2 separate regions of the Zea mays genome follow, and region 2 is linked to region 1. A link is a contact called in public Hi-C data. All regions are on one chromosome and are shown on one strand. The core of a region is the stretch at or near the end of the contact, and the rest is flanking DNA. Distances in the headings are between cores, read along the strand shown.

Region 1 (4,801 bases), core at 892-3,391:
TAATGCCTAAATATTTACTAAGTAATAAATTAGTATTAGGTACTTACTAACTAATAACTATATACTAACTATTAAATGACCACAACAAACAGAAATACATAATCTACGAATGATGTACGAAAACAGGGTATACCTGAGGTCCCGATGGTGACAAGCTACCTGTGGCAGAGGGTGGAGTCGGACGGCCTCGTAACTACAAAAACAACATATTACTTCCAGTAAAAAAATTCAGTAGCACCTCCCATATACGGTGAAGTTTCTAAAACCTACAGAGAAATGAACAACGAGATGGCTGACATGCACACTCAACAACTGAGATAACAACATTATGGCTGACATATACAAGGACTAAATATACTCAGATGTAAATAGCTAGCTAACTTTATATACTAACAACTAAATACCTAGCTAACTATATATACTAACAAGTAAATAGCTAACTAACTATACATTAAACCAAGTGAACATGAGCTAACTAAATACTAAAATACTAAACACTAAATACTAAACTAAATACTCCCTCTGGTGCAGTAAAGGTAGTCGTTTAGGACATGATTGTGCATACCAAGGAGTGATTAATTATCATGGAGTTTTCCCTGTTTGCCCTTATTAAATAAGGATATGGGTGCATTGATGTCACCAAAACAATCAGGCTCGATTGGTTGCTGCCGCACTTCCCGAGGCATTCTAGACTAGAGGTCTCAAGCTTGATTTCTCTTGAGCGCATCTTTTTTTCCCGATGCAATTACTCAGGGGCAGTGACGTCCAAATCCCAGACCCACGCGCGCTACGACTTCTTTTGTGCACGCTCAGTCACGCGCAGGATGACTTCCTTTACTGCACCGGAGGGAGTACTAACTAAATGTTAAACACTAACTAACCACTAACTACTAAACTAAGTAAATACTAACTAAATACTAAAGAAATACTAACTAATTACTAAAGAAATGCCCCTTACCTTGCGGTGGCGGTGCGTGGAACACGGCAGCGGTCCGATGAGCAGGCCGCGCGGGCGGCACCTGTGGGTGTGGGCCGGCGGTCAGTAGCGGTGCGGCGGCGAGGCGGCCTGGCGTGAGAAGAAAAGGAGAGAATGGAGAAAGGAAATGGTGCTTGAGCATAAATCCTAGCTCGACCCTAAGATAAGATATATGGCGTCGAGTTAGATGGTCGTGGGCTGCCACGTTAGCTACCTCGGCGCCAAGATCTATTGCGCCGAGATGTGTTGTCTCGGTGCCATGATCTATGGCACCGAGTATAGGGTACAAAAACGACATAAAGTCGTCTAGTGGTCTAATCCTAAAAAAATTAAAAAGAAGACTAAAATACAAAAAAAATCGGTTTTTTCGCGATAACATGTAACTATGCCTACGTGTTGGCTAGGGGTGGAAACGAGCCGAGCCGAGCTCGGCTCGGCTCGGCTCGTTGCGGCTCGCTCATGTAACGAGCCGAGCTCGGCTCGGCTCGCCCATCTCACGAGCTCGAAAAAGCGGCTCGGCTCGGCTCGCTCCTGGCTCGCGAGCCGGCTCACCGAGCCAACGAGCCTAGGCATAAAATTAAATCTGCTCTCTAAATTATAATATAAAATCTTAAAAATATTTTAAATAACATATTTTAAATTAGTAAAATAGATATATCACTAATATAATATATAAAATAGATTATTTTTGTATAGTAATCTCAAATAACATAAATTAATTGCCTGCTCAGTATTAATATTATATGCTAATTAAGATTTTATGTAACAAATTGTTGTTGGGTCGAGCCACGAGCCAGCTCGCGAGCTGCACCGAGCCGAGCCGAGCTGGCTCGCTCTTTTCACGAGCCATAAAAACAGGCTCGGCTCGGGCTCGTTCGGAGCGTCGAGCCGGTCCGAGCCGAGCCGAGCTGCTGCGAGCCCGAGCTAGCTCGTCGAGCTCGAGCCTTTTTTCCAGCCCTAGTGTTGGCTTTCTAGCCAGGTGAGAACATACACATATATGCATGGTGACTACTAGCTTGGTTGAGATCGATCGATAGTGGAGAGGACGGACGGTCCTTTCCGACGACAAGCTAGCGTGACGACGACGACGTCGTCGTCGACCCTCTGCGCGCTCGAGGCGCCGCTTCCAGGCTAGCCGCACCGCACCGAGAGCGCCTGCTTTTAGAAAGTAGCGGCGGGCACGCCGGGCCCACGCGCGTGGATTTTGTTGATGGACGGACTCGCGCGCATTATCATATGGCCACCGCGCGCTATTAATCTTAGGCCTCTCGATTATTCTCCCCCGCTTTCTTTCCCGCCTTTTCTTTTTCCTATGTACTACATAGGCGGGGAAGAACTCGTTCATCGATCGTCTCGAATCCTTCTGACGTCCCTGCTGCAGCTATAACTGAGTTATCCTGACGAATATTAATTTGGTGTTCATCAAATCAAAGAAAACGCTGTCGTCAAGGCACCTTTACTAGCTAAAGCGCTCTCTAGCTTGCTATAGTTGTATGTGGATATATAGTTCGGCATGGATCGGCTAGAATTAATTAGAGGATGTTTGGTTTTTAGGAACTAATTTTTAGTTCTTTCATTTTATTTTATTTTAATTTCTAAATTGTTAAATACAAAAGTTATAATAGGATTTTAGTTTATGTATTTATTAATTTAGAGACTACTATAAAATAAAATAGGAAGACTGAAATTTTGTCCCTAAAAATTAAACACCCCATTGCATTACATAAGCGGGATGCACGCAATGGTGCGAGCGCGCGCCATGCACAAAACAAACTTAATTATTTTTTTACATATTTCTACTGTAAAAATAAACTAATAAATGATAAATATTCGAAAAAGTATGTAGTAGTTATTTGCATGGATTCGATTCATCACCTTTAGCAACATGTTGTGTGTGTCTTCAGAAAATTTTTATTTAGGGGGTGTTTGGTTACACCATGCTAAAATTTAGCCCCTGTCCCATCGAATGTTTGAACCTCCGTTCCGGGTATTAAATGTAGTCGGATTATAAAACTAATTTGTTAGCCGAAGATTAAAAGACGAGACGAATCTAGTCCAGTTGGTTGGGTCTATATTTCATACTCCTATTTAAAAGTCAAACGCTTGATGTGACCCGAACTAAACTTTAACAGGAGCAACCAAACACCCTCTTATAATAGCACCATTGTTATAATGTCATATACAAGCGGTCTGGCCGAGATTCTTGATGGTGGATTTGAGTGACTGATCTGACCCCTGCCAGACTGCCACTGAGCCACAGAAACCAGGTGCCACACGAACCAACAAGTACAGGCGGATAAGTATACGTAGTAGCCAAAAAGAAAAATACTTTTGGAGACAAAAAAAAAAGAAATGAAATTAAAGGACCCTGCTGGAGGGCCGCAGCAGGAGTACAAACAAATGGTCGCACACATTGACTCGTGGACCGTACAAGTGGAGCGAAAGTCGCTAACTTTATTTGCAATAACTTCAGTACTTCACATTCAGAACACTTAGACAAAAATCTAAGGGCGAGCTTTATTCGAAAAATAAACTAATTGCAGCTAAACTTTATATGGGCCCTTGTTTTGCGGAGTATTAGCACGATAAAAATCGGTGCACAAAGTCTACGCAAACGTACGTACGTGTCGCAACCAACTACACCCGGCCGGCTATCTCTTCATTCCGGTCCGTTGCGTATTTGCGTGCGTACGCTCCTGTGGACGTACTGGTTTGATTTACCCACGTCTGGTGGTGTGAAACCGTCCTCTCAAGATGATTAGTGTAGTATTGAAACTAACTATGACATGGTATAGTGTTGTGCAACATATTTCATGGTTTATATAATAGATGCAAGGCGTTGAGGATCGATTGTGACAATAATAAAAAGTTCAAAAGATTAGTGGCGGAGCTAGAATCTCTTTAAGGGTAGGGCCGAATATAACACTAAAAATTATTTATACCGATTAAAATAATTAAATCACACAAATATATAGATAATGGCATATACAAACTTCATGTGAATACAACAATTGCAATTTAACTTAAAATTGACTTAAACAAGTTGTTACCTAATCAAGAAAATGGTAGATCTTAGTAGTAGTGAGCAATTCATTAATTATTTGGGTTGTTGTCATCAATAATAGGAAGACTTACTGAAATTGAATGATCTTACATTATTACACATACATAACCAAAGAAAATAAACTAGAAAGTATAGAATTGTAAGAACTAGATATACCTTTAAATATACCTATGTTTTTGGTATTTACTCCCTCTGTGTTCTGATAGCTTGATAATGCTATAAAATTTAGAGATCTTCAATACTTGCAAATTTAGAGATCTTCAATACTTGCAAAATCCTGTCCCCTAGCTTCTCTTTCCTCACTTGTAGGCTGCAACCCAAAAGCAAGCAGGAATAATTGAAAACATATTTAGGAGTAGTGTCGCACTGTCACTCGCCATCAGCTCGTGGATGAGGTCGACGGGTCAAGGGAGTGGACAACGGAGCAACTCGCCGACTTGGGGAGGAAGTCGGGCTCACGCCTGCCCCATCGCACTGTCATCATGCCGATGCCAAGCCCACGTCGCTGCTCATGTCTCACGTAACTGCAAAAACCTAGCTCTGGTTGGCGCTCGCCACTAGAGAGCTAGGGCACCGATTAATGGCCTTAGGCGTGTTACAGGGTCGACGCAGATTCATGGGCTTCTAGAGTTTATCTGGCCCAAGAGTAGGGCTCAGGCTCTGGTGGCCATAGGCCTAGCTCCGCCCCTGCAAACAAGTTCATGTTGATGGAAAGGAGAATGGTAAAGAAGACTGATATAGACCATGGATGGTAAACACTT
Region 2 (4,801 bases), core at 990-3,489, 84 kb after region 1:
AAGGTACAGGACTGGTGGAGGTCGACGCAGGGCCATGGCAGTACACGCTGGTCAGGGTGGCAACGACGGTCGCAGGGCGACGGAGGCTAGCGCGAGGCCATGTCGACGGACGTAGGCGTGGAGGCGACGTCGGGCGTGGGCCGACGATGTCTAATGCGGGGGCGGCTGGTGGTAGGTGAGGTTCGGGATAGGGATAGGACTAGGAGCAGGGAAGGAGCCGCTCGAAGCCATTTTTTGGCTTCGTCTCCTAAGTAATATTTCTTGAGGACTGTTATTTTGACACCGTTTGGAACGGCTCCTAAAGGAACTGAAGTTGGTTTTTTGAAGCCATCATCCGGTTCGGCTACTAGAAAAAAAGCGAAGGGGTTGATCGACAATGAGATCGTTCTGGTGTGCATCGGTTACACGGTGTCTGGTTCGTGTCACATCAATATTTGAATATCAATTACGAGTATTAAATATATGCTTAATTAGGTTTAATAAATTCATCACGTCTTTTAGTCTTCATATGTGTAATTATATTTATAATTAGACTATATTTAATATCCATAATTATTATCCAAATATTCGACGTTACAGGAACTAAACTTTACTTTGGTGGAATCAAACGCCCTTGTAGGCCTTGTTACGTTTTTAAGAAAATCGAAGGAGATTGAGGGGTTGTTTGGTTCGTGGCTAAATGTGACACACTTTGACTAAGGTTAGTCGTTCGATTTGAAGAACTAACTTTAGACAGAAAAGTTAGGCAAAGTGTGGCAAGTTAAGCATCAAACCAAACAAGCCTGGAGTCCCTTTCTATTTAATTTTGGATAGGAAGAGATTTAATCCACTTTAATCCCCTTCAATCGACCAAGTCCTTAGATCTTGTTCGGTTGAGGATTGAGAGGGATTAAATCACTTCCTATTTAGAGTTTGTTCCGTTAGGAAATTGAATAGAAATTAATTTAATTCTCTCTGATCCACCGAATAAGCTGAGATCTGTTCTCACAGCTGGAATTAATGTGGAGGAATTGGTGCTGTTCTCCAGCTACTCGGCGACGGGGCTCGCTGAGTCATCACCGACGCAATGCATGCATATCAATCCATCGCTCGATCGCTCGTGCGGGGACGCGTTTGCGGTGGCATTGAATGCGGGATGCGCGCGCGCCGCGACTCGGAAACGCACGCCACCACCAGCTGCATTTGCCCGCTCTGCCTCTGCTGTCTGCCGGCCAGCCTGAGCCAGTCCATCGATCCGCCGCGGACTGGAGTTGGATGTCTCTGCATCGATCGTCTCCGACCCACGTCGATCTCGGCCGTCTGATCGGGAGGTCCCGCGACCGCAAGCTGGGCTGGACGCCTGGCTAGGTTCAATGAATGAACGCACTCTCTCGCCATGCACGCATCCCCATCCCTATACTATATATGCGTAGTCGAATATCCGCATCTCACCGCAAAAAAAATAAAAATCTGCGGCATCCGTCCAAAGTCCAAAGTTTAAAAATCACCTTTCAATATATTCCTATATTCAAACAGACATCCGTCCAAAGTCCATTGTCGGGTCATAGTCAGAATTTAGGCTGTACAGATAATCTCTCTATATTCTTAGTCAAACAGACAGACATCCGACCCCGTACGGTCGTACCATAATATAGTAGTATAGTACTAGTATAAAAATTAGTACTAGTAGACTCTCACGCGTAACATCCTCCAATCCATTAAAAAAATGTGCGTTATATCTAGGTAAAGACAAGAAATATATTTTTTTAGCGTGTATATATGCAGATGCATCAGCAGAAATGAAGTATTAATATTGGAACGAAGGGAATGTACTAGAATTGTACTCCCTCCGTTTCTTTTTATTTGTCGCTGGATAGTGCAAAATTACACTATCCAGCGACAAATAAAAAGAAACGAGTGGAGTATACCAATAATACCATGCATTCCCTGGTGCTGGTGTACACAGACAGCACCCAGTACAGCCCGTACAAACCCGGTGGCGGCTAACCCTCCAGCCAATCTGCACCCGCCCTCTTCCTCTCCCCTTTTGCAGCGTGCGGACGCGGCAGCTGGCTGGCGACCACCACCATCACCACAGCACCTGACCTGATCACGATCTCACCTGGCCAGGGCCAGGCCAGGCAGCAAGGCAAAGCGAACTGGAAGCGGCTTCTTTTCTCCACTGACGTCCCCGCCCCCCGCCACTAGCCCACTCCCCCTTTCTATATATATATATATACCTCCCCTCTCAACACCAGTCGCCATTCCACCCAAGATCTCAGAAAGCAAGCCAATAGCTAGAGGTTCCTTCGCTGTGCTGCTAGTGCTAGACGACGACATATAGAAGAAATATATATAGAGAAAGAGAGAAAAGATGAGGCCGGAGAGAGTTGGATCAGGTGGTGTTTGGGTGAAGCTCATGGGCGGCGCCGGCGGGCCCCCGCCGAGCCCATGGAGGACGCCGACACCCTACATCTTCCTGGCGCTCTCCTTCATGATGGGCGTCGTCGCGGTGGCGCTCGCCGTGCTCATCTGCATGCGCAAGAAGCTGCCGTCGTCCTCGCCGCAGGGGGCCGACGAGAAGGCGGCGGCCGAGGCGGCGGCGGCGGCGCGGGCCCTCGACCCGCTGCACCGCGAGCCCAAGGTCGTTGTGTTCATGCCAGGCGACCACGACGCACCGTCCTTCGTCGCCAGCGCCAAGCCGCTCGGCGGCGACGGCGCGGCGGCAGTGTAGCCTGGAGGGATCGGAAACGGCGACTGACGACATCGAGGGGCTACCCCGGCGGTGACGGCGCGGCGCGGTGGTAGTGTGTGTGTCTGTGCGCGCGCGCGTCGCGGACGCCGAGCCGGAGACACGCGGTCAATTTTATGAATAGGTTTTTTTTGTCCCCTTCCCACATGAGAATCTGAGACTATGAGGGGCGGCGCGCCTTTTGAAATCAGCGAAAACGAATGTTTGGTTTGGTTTGGTTTGGTTTGGTTTGTTTCGGCAAATGCTCCCAGCTTCCGGAAACGCGTGGGACCTTTATTTTTGGTTTGGCTGCGCGTTCGATCAGTTCGTACACTTCAGATTGGATCCAATCGATATTTGCCTTACAATTCTGCACGACGCGATCTTTTGTGCGGCAACCTTACCTGCCGTTGCACAGCACAACCAGTACGGTATGCTGATATGGTAGCTCAGGTGTGTGTTTGTGGCGGCGCCGCGGCCCCGCTCGAGCCATCCATGCCGATGGATGCTTGTTGCATTGCTCACCCGGTGAGGGGCCTAGATCTCAGTGGGCCCTGCTTGCTGGTAGCTCGGACGGATACGCCAAAGACGAGTGGACCTGAGCCCACTCTTCTTTCGTGAACCTTTTTTTTACACCTTTGGCAATTGGCATGCTAATCCTTTCTATGTCTTGGCATGTTTTTTTTTCTCATGGAGAGGGAGGAGAGATGGACCATGGACCTCACATGTGAGCGATACAGATCGGTGTATATCACACGAATAGAAAGAAGTACAAGTCGGACCTGTTTGAACGGGCTGTGAGACACGAGTAGAAATTTGCGACCTATGCATGTGATTTTCGATTTTAGAGAATAGGACTAGTACATAACAAAATAAGTTTGAGTACCTAATTAAATAGGGAACAAGGTCGAGTACCTAACTAGGGGATTTACATGTTTCGAGAGTACTTAACGACATATAATCGAACAAGTTTGATTATAGAAGAAAAAAAAAACCGATATGTAAATCGACCGGCCAGCATTGATATACTACAATGGCAGGTCGTACTCGGCTCGATCGATTATTAATATTATTCAGCTTCGTGTACTACACATGTATACCGGCGACGCATGCACCGCCACGCGGATCAGATGTTGCATTGATGAGCCTGACGGTGGCTCGCCGTCGACAGATCTGGGTGCCACGAAAAGCCTGCGCCCTCGAGAATACGCCGGCGGCGATTCCGGCCTCTCGGTTCGACGTGCAGGTGCAGCTCAGCTGTCGTCAGGCCGCCGGGCCTGGGCGCCCTTTTTACATTTGGAGCACATCTTTGCACCAATCTAGCTAGCTACTGCAAATTCGTTTCCCTTGCGGTAATAACCTGCCACTACCACTACTGAAACACCTGCCGCCGGCGAGGCTCCTCGTCGCTGTGACGGCGTGTGTGCCGACGAACAAAGCATGGTCGTCGTCGATGATGCAGCACAAGAGATAGCAGTCGTGCAGAGTTCTAACTTCTAAGCCAAATCGATTGGATCCAACCTGAACGCGCACACGCAGCCAAACCAAAAGGCCGCACGCGTTTATTGAAGATGCATGGGATCTTTTGAGCCAAACCAAACTCCGTCTCAAAAATACACACTCATACTATTACTATCTAATATCTATCCACAAAATTGTCCCCGCGTCGCCGGCTCGGCTCGGCTCGGTTCGAGTTCGACGCGCGCGGGGCTGGCCTCTTTTGTCCTCCTCTCTCCCCCTCTGGCGGCTACGCTGCCGCCGTGCCATCATCACCGCCGCCGCCGAGCGGCTTGACGCTGGCGAGGAAGGACGGCTGCGCGCGGTCGCCGGGCATGAAGACGACGACCTTGGGCTCGCGGTCCAGCGGCGCGAGCGCCGCCCTCTCGTCGGCCGCCCCATCATCCCGCCGCCGCGAGGACGACGCCTTCTTGCGCGTGCAGATGAGCACGAGCAGAGCCGTCGCGATGACGCACATCATGAAGGCCAGGCCTAGGAAGACGTATGGGGTCGGCGTCTTCCATAGGCTCGGCGGGGCCCCGCCTGCGCCGCCCGTTAGCTTCGCCGAAACACCTCCACCATCTCTCCCCGGCC

The links. Hi-C and Micro-C count contacts between places; a contact is called where the count stands out from the background.
Region 2: a Hi-C map of ear shows a contact between it and region 1, with 1.9 times the contacts expected there. The contact joins the promoter of LOC100274724 here to the enhancer-like site in region 1. A contact is called at or near these places in 8 of 25 Hi-C or Micro-C datasets (bundle sheath, ear, endosperm and 2 more).

The regions. Positions count from the first base shown.
Region 1 is chr9:103,204,385-103,209,185 of Zm-B73-REFERENCE-NAM-5.0, forward strand. No RefSeq gene overlaps it. Among protein-coding and RNA genes, the nearest start is that of LOC100274724, 84 kb to the right of the region's middle. Within about 2 kb of position 2,142, at least 15 of the 20 cell types and tissues checked have an H3K27ac peak or open chromatin away from gene starts, as enhancers often do. A contact at or near this core is called in bundle sheath, ear, endosperm and 2 more, where this site is marked.
Region 2 is chr9:103,288,669-103,293,469 of Zm-B73-REFERENCE-NAM-5.0, forward strand. LOC100274724 reads left to right here and starts at 2,240. Exons shown (of 1, transcript NM_001151649.3): 1 at 2,240-2,951. The coding sequence starts at 2,354. The coding sequence ends at 2,713. LOC103638763 reads right to left here. Exons shown (of 1, transcript XM_008661582.4): 1 at 4,221-4,801. The coding sequence ends at 4,458.